Regions from separate parts of the Mus musculus genome. Here regions 2 and 3 are each linked to region 1. The links are chromatin contacts, called in public Hi-C maps. All regions are on one chromosome and are shown on one strand. Each heading gives the region's core, a stretch centred on a gene start, on an enhancer-like site or on the middle of the called end of the contact. The rest is flanking DNA. Distances are from core to core; before and after follow the strand shown.

Region 1 (4,655 bases), core at 833-3,332:
TCATGCTTTTTACATGATTGTACACAAGACCATATATATATATGTGTGTGTGTGTGTGTGTGTGTGTATGTATATATATATATATATATACACACACATACATACATATATGGAGAGAGAGAGAGAGAGAGAGAGAGAGAGAGAGAGAGAGAGTGAGAGAGAGAGAGAGAGAGAGGGGATAGTTTTTGCATTTGAGTCTCAGCAATATTTGAAAAGCTATCTAATGTCTGAGCACTTGTTTGCATCTCAGCATCTCACTGAGCACTGTGGCTACAACCCCAATTCTATCAGATTCAGGAGAAGCGTTTGGTAAACCACCATGCTGCACACACACTGTCACAGGGTTCTGGCTCTTCTGGCCAGTTTGAACTATTTAACTGAGTTGAGCAGACAAGTGTGCCATCCAGAGGGCAAAGGAGAAAACACATCTTGTGTTTTCTCTGTAAAATAAAACTAGTAGAGGTTAAATTAAAATACTAATATTTTAACCTAACTGTTGCATTTAATTATTCATGTAACACATTATTTATAGATTATGTATTTAATTTAAATAGCAAACTTAGTATTTGCTATTATTTATTGTTAAAGCCAAGGATAGTCTCTAGACTTCTCCCTTTGCATAAACAAATCCTTTTCATGCCACAATAGATGGAAGTGTGGTTCTTTGCAACTCTCACAGCATGGAAACAAGCCTTGACATGGTACCAGCCACAGGTGCACGGCTTACCAATTACAAAATTGAATTTAACTGTATTCTCTGTAGCAAATGTTTTCTTTTCTTTTTATAATGAATATAGCGTGTGTTTCCAGAAGTACATATAACTTCTAAAACAACCACCATGATCTACTTAAACATGTGGGCCAAAAGTTAAACTAATTAACCAGAGACATTTTTTACTTAAATAAGAAAGGTTTCTTTCATTAGAAGGACTCTGGGTAAATTTCTTCTGGCAAAGAAATAAAGTTCACTTTAGGGTAATTCTGTTTGGCAGACAGTTGGGGCTTCTAAAATATATAGTAATAATTGTAAGGTTAAAGTAAAATAGTTAATTCTATTAAAGCCACATAAAAATCCAGACTCCTAGTGGTGCACACAATAGGGTGATTATAGACTAGAGATGTATGATATCCCCATTCTGCCCTAATGTCTGCACTGATGGGACTGCTGCTGCCATTGTGCTGTCTACAAGACAACTGTCTTCCTTTAACTGAAAACATGATGTACATTGAAATGTGAAGACAATTTTAAGTATATAATCTCAACACCTTTCCTGAATAAAATGTTTTCAAACAATTCATAAAGACATACTCATGCTACTTTGAGTTCGTACTTCCTGCTTCACTCCTTCACTTCACACCAACACTTCACACAGAGCATGATTTCAAACTCACAGCTCTTACGCAACTTCCTAAAAAAAAACCATTCTAGTACTACTACTTTGTGCTGATTTCAGTTCTGTTGTTGTTGTTATTGTTGTTGCTGTTATATCAGAAAATTCTACAGTTGACCATTATTCCCAAATCATATATTTTCCATGAAGAATCTTTATCAAAATACTATTTTAACATAGAGCGCAGTTAAGTCAACCTTCCTACTGTGGTGCCTACACTGCGGGAGCTCATTACTATCTTTGGAGTTGATTCTCTTTCCTGTTTCTACCCATTAATCTTCTTAGGTGTCCTGTATGGCATCATTCTGTAGGAGGTGCTTCTACCTGCAGGGTCAGCTGGGAATAGTTAAGCAGAGAATACAGGGGACTGCACACAATATCCCTACTTAGACATCTACTGAAATAAGTGAATGAATCTGTGGGTCCAATCCCAGCTGCTGTTATCACTGTCTTCCGATGCTGCTTAGAGCAAACATGACAAGAACAACTCACTGGGACAGTATGGTCATGGCTAAAACAAAGCTCAATGATTACAGCTCAAAGCTTGTACTTGGGAACCACAGAATATGGTGACCACTTCTCCAGCACGGGAAAAATGGAAGTACATTTTAAAGAAAAACAAATGCCAAGCTTGCTCCTAAATCTGTGACCTACATTTAATCCCCAGGACTCATGTGACTGCTGCAAGGTGCCATCTGACCTCCATACTTGAACACACACAATGCCCACAGCCCCACATATGAAAGGAAGGAAGGGAGGGAGGGAGGGAAGGAAGGAGGGATAGAGGGAGGGAGAAGATAATAATAGCACTTTTCAAAAGTCCATATATATGCCTATCTGGATCACTCTTCCTGTCCTCACAAGTGCTAGGGGACTTCCCAAGGGAGGCAGGACAAATATTGGCCACATCCTGTAATCCTAAATCCAGGATCTACAAAGGGGACTGTAGCTTTGTGAAGGCCTTGAACCTTTTTGTTCCTACTTAACCAAATGTCTATTTCTTTGGAAGAAATATAAGTAACTCCACATCAAGAACTGCCAAAACCCTTAGTTCATAGGAAAACTGTACCTCATAAAAAGAATTCAATTACTAAAACATGAATCTCCAAATATTTTTAAATTGACCAGAACCACAGAGAAAAAGTAGCTGAGATGGTATTTTCAAGTTGACAATAGAGGCAGAGACTGGATCATATGGGTTGTAAAATAAAGTTCAGATTTAGTTAGGTCCATGCAGAGATGGTGAGGGGAAGAAGCAGGAATGGGAGACGCCCTGGTCAGACTTTTGAAGACCTATGTGTGAAAAGTGGAAACTACTGAGGATCTAAGCATTTCTGGTATATTTTCAGAAGCCTTGGTACATATAAAGCGTGACAAGCAGTTTCCCATTATGGCACACCATGATAAAGGAATCACAGGATACCTGGTCCTCGCTGGTTAGTCCCAGGTGCATCACAAGGTAAAAATGCACCAGGAAGTCAGAGTTTGGCAGAACATCCTGGCGTCTGGTCATCATGGCACAGATCAGTTTGTAGGCTTGCAGTTTGCCTTCTTTATATTCATTTGGCAGAGTTGTAGCCTGCCAAGGAGATGATGTTTCCAGATTAAATCAAGTCCAGATGCAGAGCATTTCAACATTTCATTTACTTCTCAGTTTTCCTGAAGAGTTGTTTAGAGATGTGGGATGAGCTGGCTGTAGTAAGACCCAGCCTGTCTTCAAAACATGCAGTCTTGGGCAATTAGAGTTTTTAAACTCAATTTCAGAAGGGAAGAGGAAATTGCAATAAAGAATAAACACTTGCCTTAAATAGCCATGATGCAAACATTCTGAGTGGTGGGATCAAGAGAGGAGGAGATGGAGACGACTGGTTATCCAGGCTTATTGCTAAATTATCTCGTATCTAATTCAAAAGAGAATTAGGCAAGGTAACATTCTACTGTTACAACAATATAGCAGTATTGTCTTGTACAGCTAAGAAACTACTCCCATTTTTTATACAAGGAATAAGAAATGTGTAGTATTTACAGATTTTTCTTTTATTATGAGAATTCTTGTCCTTTTAAGTTGTGTTTTGCTTACTACATGTAGTTGAAACTCTAAACACAAAAGAATGGAATTGTTATTCTAATGTGTGAACACCTAGAGAGATTCTGAACCCCGGGGTGGTAAGAAATGATTTCATAAATTATGCTATATGAATATAGGTCATGTTTTGAAAAAATATTTAATAATGGAAAATATATTTAGTATAAAAATAAAAGTCGGGATGAAATCTGTATCTGTTCTAAGAGTAAACTCTTAGTTTTGTAAAATGTTTTTATCCATGGAAATAAATATATTTTCATATCAATACTGGTTATCCTATAAAATGGATCTATAAGTATCTTCTTGCTTTTCTATTTCCCAACTTTATACAATCAAAATAATATCACTTTACTAAAATGAATAATGAGACCACATAGTATCCTATTTTAATATCTTCTACTAACATACATTTGGACTAAATGAAATAACTCTCAGGCATTTAGTAAAGCATTAAAACTACAGATACTATGATTTATTCTTGAGCAATCAAATATACTTCTAAACGTCTAATTTGCATTTCAGAAATGGTCAATAGTTTGTATATTAAATGATTCAAGCTAACTTTTCTGGATTAGTATAAAAGGTAACATCAGAACACACCTTGGCCAGTTTATACCACAGTTCATAGAGATAGCCAAAAACTTTGGCATGGATCTTCGGCGACTGGATGTTATTCACATCTCCAAGGATTCCCAAGACTCTTCGCCATAACACAGCAGCGGAGTCTGGGTGCCAACCAGTGAGGTTTCCTCCAGCAATAATGCTACAGTCGTCTGCAAGGCATTCTCTGCTGTCTGTGGAGAAAGTGTCAACATGATCTTGACTTAATCATCATAGTATTTTTAAAGCATTATTGCAAATTACCTGTGCTTAAATTTTATGAATTCTTGGTAAAGAAATTAAGATTAAAAAATTGTTTAGAATTTGATGGAACAGGAAAAGATAATCTGTTAAGGTCAAACACTTGATTCTTTCAAATTGAATGCCCAACAAGAAATAATGTACAATGGGGTGATCATGTGAAGATTTTATGAAGCAGGCAAGATGAGGGAGATTTTGAATACGATGAGTACCATGATAGCAGGCGACCCAGAGTCTTAGGGTACAGAAACATCTGTGTTGGTTGGGTGGTTTACTGAGCATAGAATTCGCATACTAAGAAGTTTCACCCCCTTTAG
Region 2 (4,762 bases), core at 2,131-4,630, 340 kb before region 1:
TCCTAGTTTTAACAACATTAATTCCTGGGGGAAAAAATGAGATTTAAAAAGCATAGACAGACAAAATCCAAGTTCAGTTATGCTACTGTTAGATTTTTGCGGACATAGAATCAGTCTTTCCAGTTGCTACAGAAGCTTCCATGTGCTTAGGTCTTCATAGATCAATTTAGTTTACACTTGGCTTCTTACTCCAAACCTCCCCTGGAGGACCACCAAAATCCCCATCTACTCAGCACCTGGAAGCAATGATGTATTCTTGGACAATTTGGGTCCTACGGGTCAGAGGGGAGGAGCCTCAGGAGGCAGAGGGCGTGGTCTCACCACAGGATGCTTTGCGGCTTGTGAATCAGATCCAAGAAAGGTAAGAGATCCTGACCCTTCTCCTGAAATGCCTTCACATAGACAGGGCTCCGTAAAAGGAAGGTCTTTTGCATAGTGGGGCTCCTGTGACTTCAGTCAGCACTGTCACGGAATGAGTGGGAGGGTTGGAGCTACAGGGGAGGCATTCAGAGCTGTTGCTAGTAGCAGGAACATGTTTCAAGCATGCAAGACACCCCCAGTCCGTCCTCTGCCCGTCACTTCTGGTACTGGGCCACCCTCAGATGAACTGGAGCTCCAGGTGGAAAGAAAGCCAGAGAAAACATTTTGTTTCATTAAAAAGTGATCCTTGCATTACTTCCCAGGTTGGTGTGATTTGAAATCACTGCTTACGTGTAATAACCCTTTCCTGCCCATGTCAGGATGCGTGACTCCTTCTTTGTTTAGATTCCTGGCCCATGTACAGGCACAATGGAGACAGAGAGTTTAAACCTGGGGGATAGGAAGGAAAGCCCTCATTGGGCTGTTGAGAAAAACAATGGTGTGGGTGTTTGCTTGCTACCTAATGCTGGGGTGTTTATGGTGCTGGGAAATTGCAACTGGTTAAGAACGCTTCTACCATTGCTGACCACATCAAATCTTGACATGTGGCTTAAGTAAGATTAAGATTTAGCAAGGGATTGGGAAAGTAGGTCGGTGGCATTTAGCCTATACAGTGCCTGCAGTTAGACCATCGGCTTTGCATAAAACAAAGAGGTGTGCAGGTTTCAAGACCAATGGATAATGTCTGGACTAGGGACATAGCCTGGTGGAAGAACGCTTGTGGGAAAGGTTTCTGTTTGATGCCCAGCACTGTCACAAACAAACCACGCAGCAGCCGCACTACACTGGAGTAATAATGTTGAAAACGGAAAGGATCAGTAACATTGTAACTGACCCCTCACGGAGTGGACCTAGATACTCAAAATAAGGCGCTGATTTATGTGGAAGGCTTTTTTTCTCTCTTTTAAAAAACATTTTAGATGTGTTTAACACTTTAAACAATTGTCTGAGATACGTTGAGCTTAATAGGATTGTTCCGGGAGGAATTTCAATGTATTCCTAGCACCCCTGTGTTCAAGAAGAGCGGACAGAACTCCCGTGGCTGAAGCACGCAGGGCTGATAAGCGCCATTTCTCACACAGTTCCCGTGTCGCTGCAAGCCTCACATCCCTTGGCCACGTGCATCAGCTTCCACGCATTACTGCTGTCTTTTCTCTCCAGCCACTTGCTTTTCATGCCTTTTATCCTGCTTAGAGCATCTCTGAGTAGCTGTCGGTCCCTCGCTTTCACCTAGGAAGCCAATCTTCAAGGGGACAGATCACCCCAGGCATGAGTAATGGGATAGAATGCCTTTCATCTCCGTGGGTTGCCAATTTGAACCTGGCACAAGACAGCGGTGATTCGGATTCATCACTGTGTGGGAAGGCAATGTGCGCTCTCCCTCCCCTCCGAGTCTACCCTTCCCCACCCTGAGGCCATAGAGCTTCTGCCTTATTTGGGTATGCACCTTCCCAGTGGCTTCTATTAATAGACAGCTCACTCCAGAGCAGACCATAGGAAAGCACCTCAATGCCTTCATCTTCATCACACCTAGAAGTTGGCCCCCAAGAGTCACAATAATAACTCTATAGTTGACCATTAGGAACTCATGGGTAAGAGAGAGGCCTTTCCTGGTCAAGGCCATAATCCACACAGTAGACTTGGAAGATTCTCATCCAGTTTGAATGAGCCATCTTGGCGTGTGCATTTACGTTCTGAGCTATTGTCACAAACTTTCATTTAGATGGGTCGCCATAGCTTACCATAGCACTGTAATCCTGAGAAATACTCTCTATCTGCCTGAGTTCGTTGTGCAGACAAACCAATTAAAGATTGGGCAAGTTGCCTTTCTCCTACTTTGGAGGTCTGTGGAGAAGGCATTTTTTTCTTTCCTGTCTGTACCCTAGAGGGATTTTGAGTTGACTTTGTTACTGTCACTGCTCTTGGGAAAGCTGCCAGTATATTTAACAATATATCAATTTTTTGGTTTGTTTTTTGTTTTTTTGAGACAGGGTTTCTCTGTTTAGCCCTGGCTGTCCTGGAACTCACTTTATAAACTAGGCTGGTCTCGAACTCAGAAATCTGCCTGCCTCTGCCTCCCAAGTGCTGGGATTAAAGGCGTGTACCACCACCACCTGGCAATATATCAATTTTTTGTTTAACTTTCATGCATTTGGGTATTTTGCCTTCATGTATGTCTGTGTACCATATGCTTGCAGTACCTTCAAAGGCCAGAAGAGAGTGCTGGATCCCCTGGAGCTGGACTTAGAAACAGTTGGGAGCCTACATGTGGGGGTACTGGGGGAATGAACCCAGGTCCTCTGTAAAGCCATCTGCCCAGCCCCTTACTTACAGAGTTAATGGCGGTGGATGAGGGAGGGGGAAGAATAGTAGGAGCTGCGACTCGCTAGCTAGGATTGGACCTGTAGAGTTTGTAGAGACCTGTCTGTAGAGTTCCTGGAGTGTCTGCGCTTCCTGAGCTTCCTCTTGTGACGGTTAACAATTATTTATAATGCTAAACTCCAGAAATTCGCCTTGGAATCCACTGTGTTTATCATTCACAAGAGCTCTCATGGTCTATTCTAATTATAGTCTTTGTCCTGATTTAGAGTGGTCACAGAATGAAGGTATGCTCTCATCCCCATCTGAGAAACCATGCTTTCAGAGCGTTCAGCGCCGATGTTATTATTATTATTTTTTTCCCTTCTGGTTGTAATGACAGTCTGCTGAAATCTGAACTAACTTCTTTAGGGGCCTCCATTTCTCTGTGTTTGTTTTCTCCACATCTCCTTTTGTCCTTGTACAAGAAAAAACAGCAGTGTATCTAACCCCCCACCCCCAGAGCTAAGTGTTGGCCCACCCTTTCCTGGTACGTGATCTCAGAAAGATGTCACTGGCTGGCATTCAGTTACCCTTTGAATTGCCCCTTTTTATCTGGGCTGCTCTTCCCCAGTCCAGCTATAATTACCATCTGATGGACGGTTACTGGATCCTGTTGCACTTGGGCATCTGCTGCCTTGGGAAATTGCATTATTCTCCCAGCACCTGCTAGGTTTTCCCCAGAGTAATTGTTTCCCAGTCCCTTCCTTAAACGTGGTGACTTTCACTGACAGTAGTCAGACTTCCCTTAGTCATAGTAGTGGTTGAAGTATGTAGTATTTTTTTTAAACAATCAAACAAAGAAACCAACCAACCAACCAGCCAACCAAAATCCACAGTTTTTTATTATCTCCTGAGGAGATGATTCTAAAATTGTAAACCTGTGGTTTTCAGCACCATCTATGCATTGATCCTTATTAATATCACCACAGTGAAGTTTCCTGGACATGAAACAAACCTACTTTCAGTCACTACAGGGGTCTAGTTGGCTTTTCCAGCCCTGTTCTCAGCCTCTTCCTACACATTCATGCTACTCCTGGGAAATACGTTTCCTTAGAATGGCGGGGAACCCTTTCCTCTATGAATTGTAGAGAAATTTGTGTAAATTCCTTCATGGGCTCTTTTTTTCTCAAATAATATACCTTCTGTGTCATTTTCCCCAATGCTCTGACACTCCTTAGTTAAATATAACGTGCTGTGTGTATGCAGGTATCAGAATGGCTTTTAGATCCGAGGTTTGTCCTCATGACTCTCACAAGTCTTTTCCCTCAGACAGTGATGCTGGGCATCCCTCCTGTGGTTACTGTTTGCTGAGATCTGGTTGGTGGTTTCCTGTGAACCCATCTTATGTACCTGTCACACCAGCACTTACTGTTGTGACCATCTTCCTCATAGAGGGGTGTGTGTGTGTGTCGGGTGGGGGTGACTTGTTCAAAGGCTGGTTTATTGACAGATCTTCCCACCAGGCAGCTAATTGCCTAAACTCACTCTTAGCCATGACTTGCAGAGTTTATTAACTAACGTGTAAATCTGACGCCACGGCCATTCTAGGAAACTAGCAAACAGAAAGTAGACAGCTTGACACTAAACTTTTTTAATCCCTCACATCTTTAACACCAGCCACTTAATCAAAAATGTGATCCACAGACTTGCCAGGACCCCCCACCCCCAACTCTAGCCGGTTTCTGCTCTTAGTGTCAATCCCGCACCAGCCTAACTCTGGCTGAGGAGGCTGCGGAGAAGCAGACATCTGGGCCAGACTGGTGTGCTAGGCCTGTTTTGAGACATCAATAGATGGAGGGTGTCTATAATTCCCTCTGTGTTGTATCAGCATGCTGTTACAAGCCTTTCAGAATTGTGGTGGCAGCTGCTATGGAAAGAAGAAAAATATGATCCCATATGGTGGTTATATTACAAACTTCTCAAGATTCAGCTCTATATTGAATGGTGCTCAGCAGTGTTCTTAGCCTATCACAGGAGTGCC
Region 3 (4,818 bases), core at 1,094-3,593, 480 kb before region 1:
TGCCTCTGTATTAAACTCACCTTTTTATTTTGAAAAAACTAAACTAAACTAAACTAAAATTTTATTATATTTAAAATACTTAGAAACCTTATGGTTATAAACCAGAATCAGAAGAAAATTATGAATATCATCCAAACTTCACAACCAGCTAGTTCAAATCAACACTGGATCATGTCAGAAAAAAAAAAGTTGCAAAATATTTTGACATGGCCAATTAAAACAAAAAGCAATACTGGATACCCCAAGTAGTAAACTCTTCTGAGTTTCATTTTTATTATCTTCCACTTCTTTGTACAAATCTGTGAGATGCAGAAAATGGATATTGATGAAAGATTCTTGACCCATAAGAATACGAGTGTCCCATGTGCTGTCCAGTGGAGAAGTAAGAGGACACTGCCCTGTGGATGCTGACCAGCGGTCCTGAGCACCTTGGCCATTTATTTACTCTGTTTTTTATTGATGTTTGACACAGGGTCTTGCTATGTAGCACAGGCTGGTCTGGAAGACAAGATTCTCCTTCATCTTTCTAAGTCCTGGGATCATGTTTGAATATGCTGTGTGTATTTTACTTATAGTTTTCTTTGTATAATGATACACTTATTCATGAAAAAAAGCAAATTTACTTACATTCACTGGCTTAAAACATTTTTATTCTTGAGAATTTCATACACACATACAATGAAATATGAGCATATATACACCCATCAAATTCATATTCCCCCACATGTCCCCCCCTCTCAATTTTGTCTTTGTTTTAACCACATGCATTTAAAATTTTCCTTGAGTAGACTACCATATCTCTCTTACTGGTTAGTTCAGACTCTTTCTGACTTTGTCCATTTTTTCCATTTGTATAAGCATCATAACCTCAACTTCCCTCAAAAATATATTTTACTGTTCATTTCATGGCATATTTTGCCAAAGTAAGTGAATAGAGGGTAGAAGCTGAACTCATGGTGTCAAACTCCACCTTTCTACCATAGTAGCAGTTATATATATACTTTCGGGCCTGTCATACCCATGTTTACAATTATTCATTGTATAATTTACTTCATCAGGCTTAGAGACAAAGCTTGGCGAGGAGCCACTGGGACTACCTGCTCTTTCAACCATTTGCTTTCTTCTCCACCACACCTGGCCCTCAGGTTTGGCCAAGGAATTCCCAAGACACCTGCGGAGCAACTGAGTCCCAAAGGAGTTGGGGATGTGAGTCTGCTGTAATGTAGGCATCTCGCTGAGTTGGATTGGTTTGAGCTCAGCAGCATGTTCTCCAGGACCACCCCAACTGCTGGTAAGGAGAAGAGGGGAAGGCAGCTTCACAGCCCGACAGTACATAGTCTCCTCAGTCACTGGGTCTATGCCGTGGAGACGCTGGGCTGGTGCTTAAAATGTAGCAGGCCAGATGAAAGAATGTAATTCCTAATGGTTAACTTTCAACTTAGACATGAGATAATGTTTCATTTGGTTATTTGGAAACATGTTTGGATTACTTTGATAGCTCTATCATCTTGTATGCATGTATTTGAGACGGTCACACTATGTGTCCTTGACTGGCCTGGAACTCACTATATAGACCAGGGTTTTCGAGGCTCACTAACAGCCTCTTGTCTCTGTCTCCTTACTACTGGGATTACAGGTGTAAGGCACTATTCCTGGCTTGATCTGCTCTTTAATCACACATTTATTAAAATCAGCATCGAAAACAAATAGTTCTGATCATTTTTCTCTCGGATTAAAATAAACTGCAAATATATGGACCAGATTTCAAAGTCTTATTGCCAAAATAAGATAAGATATTCACATTTTTTATACAGATAATCTTTCTTTCTTTCTTTCTTTCTTTCTTTCTTTCTTTCTTTCTCTTTCTCTCTCTCTCTCTCTCTCTCTCTTTCTTTCTTTCTTTCTTTCTTTCTGTTCTTCCTTCCTTCCTTTCTTTTTCTTCCTCTCTCTCTCTTTCTCTCCCTCCCTCTCTCCCTCCTTTCCTTCCTTCTTTCCTTCCTTTCTTCTAAATAATTTTAATGTGCTAGAAAATTTAAGGTCACATCCCTGGTTCATGACAGTGGTTGAGAGAAGAGGCCCTGAGCCATCCTTTTAGGGATCACTTCCTAACTCACCCTGTGAAGCATCTTTGTAGTTTTGAAGCTTGCTTTTACGATTTGGCTCTCTGACTCCAGCTTCTTTCTCCTTGTTACTACTCTGCCTACTTTTTGGAAAGGGTCTGCGGGGCGCGGATCATTAAGGCAATTGCTGATTTCAGCCGCCAGAGAGAGCTACGACGCTACTCTTGTTGCCCAGCAACCTCTGGTCCGGAAGTAGTTCTTTGTCCCACCCCATGGCGGCCGCGGGCGCGAGTACTTCCGGTAGTGCGGGCGCGGGGTCGCGCCGAGCGGGTTGGAGGCTGGCGGCGGCGCAATGACCACGCTCCGGGCCTTCACCTGCGACGACCTGTTCCGCTTCAACAACATGTGAGTGAGGCACGGCCGGCCTCTGTCTTCGCGGCGCGGGACGGGGTCAGCCTCGCGGGGCCGTGGGCCGGGTGGACGCTGCGCGGGCGCGCTGACCGGTGACCTTGGCCGAGGCGCGGCGCTCCCGGTGCGCCCGGGATGATGCGGAGCCGGGCTGGACACCCCGCGCCCGCTCCCTGAGGCGGCCTCACTGCGGAGGGAGGGCGGGGAAGGAGCGCGGTCCTGGTTAAATTGTATCCCAGTGAAGTAACCTTGCGATGCTCCGGGCCCTCTCAGCAAGTTGTGGTTTGTGCTTGGTAGTTACAGTAGCGGAGCGCCCAAAGTAGACTGCCTTGGGTTTTTTTCTTTTTCTCTTAAAAAAAAAAAAAAAAAAAAAAAAAAGACAGGGTTCATTTCGTATCCCTGGGCTCCAGGAACTCTCTGTAGACGAGGCTGGCCTAAACCTCACAGATATGTCTTCCTGTCTTACTAGTGCTGGGATTAAAGGCATGCCCCACCACACCCAGCTAGACTACATTTTTTTTTTTTTGGTTGGGGATCCAATGTACTGAAGACTCCCCGGTGCTGTGTGGTTTCTTTTCAGTCCAAAATTTAAAAACCCGTGATTTGCCGTTCTCCCCTTCTCGCTTTTTAAAAAGAAAAAAAAATTTAGTTTGGAATCCAAATTATGACCATTTAAAAAGCTCAGCATTTCACCGCGAACTCCTGTAGACACATGACCTCGGTTATTTGCTTGATATAACGTAGTAAGAAGTATGGACCGGAAGGTTTAGGTAACAGAAGGGAAGAAACTCTGGGATGATGGACATTTCAAAGAGGGGATGAACCTTGATGAAGGAAATTTGGCAAGGAGGAAACTCTGGAGAAGGCTGCAGGAAAATGGAGTGTGAAGCAGGGTAGGCCTTTGCTTCAGGTGAAGCCAGGTTTAATTATCGTGTTTAATTGGTTCAGATCCGATCTTGTGAGATTTCGGTTAGGTCCCGCTTGTGTTGAATCCTCTGTGCATTTTAGTACTTGTGGCAGGCGCTCATGTAATAATAGGCCCTTAAATCTTCACAAATTCTGTCATGTGCTGATGTCCTCAGTTTCTGGGTGAGGGAAGGGATTGCACACACAGAACCCTGACGTGGAGTAGGTGGAGACTGGCCCTGGTGGTTGTTAAAAAATTGGTCCCATGGAGCTGGAGATGGTTCAGTTGTTAAAAGTACTGGGTGCTCTTCCAGAGGACAGGGGTTCACTCCACATGGAGGCTCACACTTGATTGTAATACTAGTTCCAAGAAGCTGCTGGCCTTTCCTGGCTTGAGTAAGCACCAGGTATGCATGTAACACACAGACATATAAAACCCATACCCATTCAATAAATGAAAAAGGTTGATCCTGGCACTCAGGCTGAGGTTGGAGGATCACAAGTCTGAGATCCTTTGGTATCCACAGGAGATTGATTCTATGATACACCAAGATTCAGTGATGTGCAACCCCCTTATTGCAATGGAGTGGTATGCAAATAGCCCAAGCACTTCCATGTACTGTAAATCAATAGAATACTTATATAGTACAACGTACATATTTTATAAGTGCTTCCAATACGGTTGTATTAGGGAATAATTGGGGGGGGTGTCCTTTAAAGGTACAGGCACATAGTGTCTAAAAATTCTTCAGTCTGAATTCTGATCTACTGAGTACAAGGTGTTGATTAGAGGCAATAGAGTAGGCAGGCAAGCCACTGAGGCAATAGACTGGAGTGGTAAAGGGAGATGCTGTGTAGATGATACAGAGCCTGAACTTAAGAAACCGAGATAAAGCATCTGCATATGAAGCTCTAGGAAGAGAGTAATAGGGAAATGGAGAAGGTAGAAGGAAAATACACATGGACGCCTATTAAACATCAGGTCTCAGCGCATCTGGCTTGGTGACGCCTCCTCTTGTTAATGCCAGTGAAGGAACCCACTTTCTCACGTTAGGAAACAGTGAGTCACCAGGTTAGGTGCTAGAGTAAATGAAACTGAAAGGCCAAACCCAGGTGGGAGGAAACCCAGGGTGGGATCCAGAAGCTAGCAAACAAGAGGACTCCAGGCAGGGGAGGGCACTATCATGAGGTGGCGATGGCTAAGCATGGGCTGCATTTGTACACCCCCTTCAGGAGAGGCAGAAGTGGAAGGTACAAATACAGGAGAGAAAGAATTGTAAGAGAAGTGTCCTCTGGTGAGAAGAGGGAGGGGTCTGCTTGCCTTATAATGGCAGAAGAGCAAGCAGTGTCTGGGTGCAGGGCTTTTGGGTGGGCAAAGTCAGATAGAGGCCTTTGGCTGGTTTCTTCTTACACTTATTTATTTTTACATTTTCATGTAAGGAAA

What was found. Hi-C and Micro-C count contacts between places; a contact is called where the count stands out from the background.
Region 2: a contact with region 1 is called in a Hi-C map of the N1E-115 cell line, with 11 times the contacts expected there. The contact joins two enhancer-like sites. A contact is called at or near these places in 2 of 15 datasets of contacts at CTCF or cohesin (large pre-B cells and pro-B cells), 13 of 484 Hi-C or Micro-C datasets (the HL-1 cell line, the N1E-115 cell line, cerebellar granule neurons and 4 more), 2 of 115 datasets of contacts at active chromatin or transcription factors (both in embryonic stem cells) and 3 of 9 other capture datasets (adipose tissue, embryonic stem cells and pancreatic islet).
Region 3: a Hi-C map of rod photoreceptor shows a contact between it and region 1, with 3 times the contacts expected there. The contact joins the promoter of Naa20 here to the enhancer-like site in region 1. A contact is called at or near these places in 7 of 39 promoter capture datasets (the C10 cell line, the HPC-7 cell line, cranial neural crest and 3 more), 1 of 15 datasets of contacts at CTCF or cohesin (pro-B cells), 3 of 484 Hi-C or Micro-C datasets (the N1E-115 cell line, nephron progenitors and rod photoreceptor), 11 of 115 datasets of contacts at active chromatin or transcription factors (the 230-238 cell line, bone marrow-derived macrophages, differentiating embryonic stem cells and 8 more) and 1 of 9 other capture datasets (pancreatic islet).

What each region holds. Positions count from the first base shown.
Region 1 is chr2:146,384,414-146,389,068 of GRCm38.p6, forward strand. It overlaps Ralgapa2 (Ral GTPase activating protein, alpha subunit 2 (catalytic)), which reads right to left. Exons shown (of 41, transcript NM_001033348.3): 22 at 4,078-4,271; 23 at 3,194-3,292; 24 at 2,815-2,970. Among named protein-coding and RNA genes, the nearest start is that of Ralgapa2, 130 kb to the right of the region's middle. Within about 2 kb of position 2,083, at least 3 of the 459 cell types and tissues checked have an H3K27ac peak or open chromatin away from gene starts, as enhancers often do. A contact at or near this core is called in the N1E-115 cell line and rod photoreceptor, where this site is marked.
Region 2 is chr2:146,046,906-146,051,667 of GRCm38.p6, forward strand. The region is part of intron 17 of Cfap61 (cilia and flagella associated protein 61); the gene reads left to right. Among named protein-coding and RNA genes, the nearest start is that of Gm34629, 50 kb to the right of the region's middle. Within about 2 kb of position 3,381, at least 9 of the 459 cell types and tissues checked have an H3K27ac peak or open chromatin away from gene starts, as enhancers often do. A contact at or near this core is called in the N1E-115 cell line, where this site is marked.
Region 3 is chr2:145,900,898-145,905,715 of GRCm38.p6, forward strand. Naa20 (N(alpha)-acetyltransferase 20, NatB catalytic subunit) reads left to right here and starts at 2,344. Exons shown (of 6, transcript NM_001141965.1): 1 at 2,344-2,465. The coding sequence starts at 2,413.